2 separate regions of the Ovis aries genome follow, and region 2 is linked to region 1. The links are chromatin contacts, called in public Hi-C maps. All regions are on one chromosome and are shown on one strand. Each heading gives the region's core, a stretch centred on a gene start, on an enhancer-like site or on the middle of the called end of the contact. The rest is flanking DNA. Distances are from core to core; before and after follow the strand shown.

Region 1 (2,522 bases), core at 17-2,516:
TCTTAAGACCTTCACCCTGATGAGTTTAAATGGGTTTGACTTGCAAATTTGGCTTTATGCTCCTTGTTTTCGAAACACATCAATTGAATAAAGTTGCCATTTATTTTATTTAGAAAATGACATTTTGTAAAGGAGTTTGACATTCATCTTTATAACTAATGGCCCCCTTTTTCTGTCAAGCCAGAGATTCTGAAACACTGTTTCAAGACCAAAGTTGGGGTTGGTTGCCTTAGCAGCAGCGGGGGAACTTTTAAAAAATTACAGATTACTCAGGCCTACCTTGGGCCTTCTGAATTAGAATATTTTTATATCTCTGAAGTTATTCTGATGTGTGTCTTGGAAGCTTTTCTCCTAAAGACTAGAGCATTTGAAAACTTGCTGAACTAATTCAGCATATGTGAGTGGAAAGCAAACTTATCAGGTCCAAAATAAAGTCTTAATTGGTTTCTGTCTTATTCCAGGAAAGATTTGAGGAGAGTTAAAGAAAATAACTAAGTGAATAAAGAAGTGAAAACTAGGAACAAGTCAGCAGAATGTCAGTGCCAAGAAAAGGACACTCAGGTGCACGTTGTGAAACCCCGCAGGAAGGCTCTGAGGGGTCCCTGACTTGGCCTGGAGGCCCAGGAGGCCCAGCGAGGAGAGGAGCATGGCCTGGTTAGTCCGTTGAGGGGTAGGATGTCGTACTTGCTCAAGAGGAGGGCCTAGACCTTGACGACTGCTTGCTTCCCTGTGGCCCTTATTGTAAGTGGAACATGGTTTCTGGGTCACCTGTGTAATCTTCAGAAACCTTACCAGTTAGGTTGAGAGTCCTTCCATTTGTGCAGATCAAGAGGCTGAGCTTCAGTGACTTTCACAAACCCCCGCAAGGAGTCCTGGAGGAACCGGCCCCTCTGACTTCACAGCCCAAGCACATAACCATGGCGCCTGCCTGCCTGCCTCCCCTGCTCGGAACATGATGCAGGAGGCTGGGGCAGCCTGGGTGAAGAGCTGTAGCACATTCGGTGCACCTTACATGGCAGGTTCTCTGCTCTGAAATATTTTCCTGATTTAGAGGGCAGGGGTGGGGAATTTGAGGAGGCCCTCCTGGAAAGAGAAGGCAATGGCAGCCCACTCCAGTACTCTTCGTCTGGAGAATCCCATGGACACCGGAGCCTGGTAGGCTGCCATCCGTGGGGTCGCTAAGAATCGGACGGGACTGAGCAACTTCTCTTGAACTCTCTGGAAGTGGTGAATGGGAGCTGTACTCAATCTTTCCACTAGGGGGAGACATGAGCCTTTCGGGCTGGTCTGCCCAGCACTCCACTCTGCCTTAGGCCTGGTGCGTTTGCAAGAGGAGGAATCATCTTCAGATTCAGTTTGTTTCCTTATAGAAATTACTGCTGAGCAGCGGCTTGGCCCCTGTTGCTCTCAGGGTATGGCCAGCAGCACCTTCTGAGATCTCAGTTCATTCTAATTTCTAGGGCTCCCCTCACTTTAAGTCTCACAGCACGTGGGTGTGTTGCAGACAGACGCGGCAAATGCTCCCCGGGGTGTCAGCCCCTTCCCCTCTCTCTGCATCTGTTCATGTCATAAAGCATATTGGAGCCGAGGGAAGGAGGGCGGCAGAGGATTCTGCAGTCCTTGGCCCCCTTGGGTGCCATCGGTAGTCCCCCCACCATGGAACCTCCGTTGTGTACACCTCCCTGCCTCATCCCCACAGCCCACTGGCAGTGGGCTCTCAACTTTTGCTCCATGTTGGAATCCTCTCCAGACCTTTTAAAGACACCTGTGTGGGGGGTCTTACCCCAATCCATTATGATTTAACTGGCTTGGGTTGTAGCCTGGATATGGGGGATTTGAAGGGTTGCCAGTGCAGGAGACTTGGGTTCCATCCCTGGGTTGGGAAGATCCCCTGGAGGAGGACATGGCAACCGACTCCAGTGTTCTTGCCTGGAAAATCTCATGGACAGAGGAGCCTGGCAGGCTATGTTCCATGGGATCTCAGAGGTCTTGTCAATGACTAGACAACAGCAACATCCATCAGCCTGTGACTGTCAAAGGCAGTGAGGGAGAGCTGCTGGGAGGGCTGCCTGTTAGGCTCACAGCTCTAGTGCGTCAGCTCAGGGCCCATCTGAGGAGTGGTTGCTGCTCCGAGGCTCAAGAAGCCTGCAGTGGAGCTGAGTCCTGGGTGGACAGTCACTCGGTGTGGGCTGTGCCTAAGGAAGGCGCTGCCACCCCTCTTCCCCCTCCCAACCCAAGGCCATGGCCCCATATTCTTTCACCTAAGACAGCTTGGGCAGATCCTCTGGCTCCACTCCTCTCTTGGCACCTGCTGGCAGGTTTTTTGTTTTTTTTTTTTGCATGCAGTGTAAACTTACGAGTTGTTTATTTCTGGAATTTTCTATTTAATGATTTTAGACTGTGGTTGAACAGAGTTAATTGAAACCATGGGAGGCGGAACTGTGGATGGGGGGTGGCAGGGACACTACTGTGTCCAGAATTTTCCAAAGTTCTGTGACTCATTCCAGCCAAGCTGGATAGAA
Region 2 (2,522 bases), core at 6-2,505, 80 kb before region 1:
CCCTTATTGGACAGGGAAACTGAGCTCAGAGAGGCTCACTATAGCCGTTAATATGGCAGCTGTTAATACGTTAATATGGCAGCTCCCATCTTCCCCCAGTCTCCCAGCGCCTTCCTGTTCACAAAGCCAAGGTCGCTGTCACCTGATGTTCTGCATGCATGGTTATTTTTTGGAAACTTTACATTCAGATCTTGACATTCAGTGTGAGTTATGTTTTGTTTTGCTCGATTTGACCCAGTATTCAATACTCTCAAAAACATAGTAAACCTTGATGGGGTGGTTTGCTGTGTGCCTCCCTCCCAGATGGGAGCCACCTATTTCCTTGGTCACTGCATTTTCACTGCAGGAATTGGGGTTAGACTTAAAAAAAAAAAAAGAATAAGCAGGGCAGAGCTTTATGACCCAACACTGAACATATCCATCCTGTCTGACAGAAGTTCTGGGGTCTATGCACTTTGGGAAGTAAGTTCCTTCCCACCCCGTCCCAGGCTTTGCCCTCCCCACTGACCAGAGAACTTGGATTTTTGTTCCATGAACATCAGCTAATGCTCAGTGAGGCCTCCTCCCCGACAGACTCTAGTTGAGAAACTGGGCTCCCTTATCCCGCTTCCTCTCTGACCGTGGGTATCCCCGTCCCAGGACACCCTGTGCATTTTTCCTGTGTCCACAGCCGGCCCTCCTTCAGTGTCGCGGAGCTGGGGCAGAGGGGCCCGCACCAACCGGCTGGAGGGTGGATGAGACACGACTTCTCAGACTCCAGGAGCCTCTCTCCTTTTGCCCCTTCCTGCGGGTACCTCCTGCGGGTACCTTCCTACGGGTACGGGCCCGCACCAACCGGCCGGAGGGTGGATGACACACGGCTTCTCAGACTCCAGGAGCCTCTCTCCTTTTACCCCTTCCTGCGGGTAACTTCCTGCGGGTACCTCCACCCCGCCCTGAGAGGCAAAAGCTCCCTGGTCCCTGCTACGTATCCCCATCCTTGCCTCTCCAGTCCCCGGGTCCTTCAACCGCCCAGTCCCCAGACAAGCCCTACGTCAGGTGAGCTCTCACCTGGGGAGGGTGGGCGGGGGGCCGGGAGGCGGGGCGGGGGCGGACCTGGAGAGGTGGCCCCACCCCCGGGGGCGGGGCAAGTCTGCAGGGCCAATGAGGCGGGGGGCTCGCCGCTCGGGGACGGGTGCCGCCAGCGCTGCTCCCTCCCCGCCTCCCCGCTCCGCCCTGCTTGGGTTTAAAGCCCTGCGGGCGGCTGGTGGCTGCGCTGCGAGCGCTGCGCGGCGCGAGGAGATGCGACTGGGCTCCGCGCCGCCGGCATCATGCGCCCCCCGCCCGCGCTGGCCCTGGCCGCGCTCTGCCTGCTGGCGCTGCCCGCCGCCGCCGCCGCCGCCTACTTCGGGTCAGTGCCCGCCGCGCCCCGGCCCGCCTGCCTCCCCCTCCTCCCGCTTCAACAAGGCCAACTTTTCCCTTCCGCTGGCCCCGGCCCTGGCGGGATCTCGAACTCAGACCTTAGCACCCAACCCCATCTCGGGGTGGGAGTTAGTGCCCAGAACTCCTCGGGCTTCCCGGACTGGTCCCGGATCTCACCTTCCAGCGTCCGAGCTCTGGTCCCCTTCACCTCCGCTTTTCTCACCCAGTCCTGTCCGAGACCTCATCCTGCCCACTAAGCCGGATCTCGGATCCCGGTTCAAGCTCCGGGACTCTGCAGGCGTCTCGGACCTGGTGCCTGTGCGCCCCAGCGCGCCCTGTCCCTGCCCGTCCAAGGAGTCCCTCCCGCGCTCGGACGTCCTCTCCGATCCTCACTTGCGCCCTGCCCGTCCCCATCCTGGGCTCTGTCCAGCCACCAATCCTTGCCTGGGGCTCCCTTCACACCTTCTGCCTTAGCCCTGCGGAGCTGAGACCCGGAGGACTGGATGGATGGGTAGGGTGGGATGTTCGGGGGAGGGGATCGCGCTGATCCAAAAGGGATGGAGGAACCTTCAGACCGTGCGGAGAGTAGGAGGGAACCGTCTGTGGGGGAAATCCAACCAAATCTCAGACCTGGCATCAGGTGAATTCTCAGGAGAATGACGAAGAGAGTAAGGGGGAGGTGGTGTATATGATTGGAAAAGGAAGCTCCGAGCTGAGGGTGACATCTGGGGAGAGAATGGGTGGGACCGGGCAGTGTTTGGAGAGCAAGTTACAGGGTAACTGACCCTCCTTCTCTGAACCTGAATTGCAGGGACTTGGTAGAGGAGTTGGGGTCGTGGGTGCGAAGGGACTTTCCTGACCTCCCCCCAAAGTCTACTCTAAATATATACAGTCTGTTTCTTTAAATCATGGCACTTTTTGTGATCCTCACTCAAATCAAGGTGAGGCTTACAGTCTGACCCAAGCAAAGGCAAAAGCAAGCAAGCCAACAAAACCCAAAAAACATAAACCACCAAGCAAGTGACCTGGCAGGGAGGGGCAAATAAGGGTCAGAGAAGGTCTGAGAGGTCCCTCACAGGAATAGGGCTGTGGGCTAATTTCCAGGTCATGACCCCTGGTTA

The links. A called contact is a pair of places that touch in the nucleus more often than the background predicts.
Region 2: a Hi-C map of hypothalamus shows a contact between it and region 1, with 2.9 times the contacts expected there. The contact joins the promoter of WNT9B here to the enhancer-like site in region 1. A contact is called at or near these places in 6 of 16 Hi-C or Micro-C datasets (hypothalamus, liver, mixed tissues and 2 more).

Annotation. Positions count from the first base shown.
Region 1 is chr11:45,008,590-45,011,111 of ARS-UI_Ramb_v3.0, reverse strand. It overlaps GOSR2 (golgi SNAP receptor complex member 2), which reads left to right. Exons shown (of 5, transcript XM_027974390.3): 5 at 1-117. Among named protein-coding and RNA genes, the nearest start is that of GOSR2, 22 kb to the left of the region's middle. Within about 2 kb of position 1,266, at least 4 of the 54 cell types and tissues checked have an H3K27ac peak or open chromatin away from gene starts, as enhancers often do. A contact at or near this core is called in hypothalamus, where this site is marked.
Region 2 is chr11:45,088,193-45,090,714 of ARS-UI_Ramb_v3.0, reverse strand. It overlaps WNT9B (Wnt family member 9B), which reads left to right and starts at 1,255. Exons shown (of 5, transcript XM_042256824.2): 1 at 1,255-1,390. The coding sequence starts at 1,311.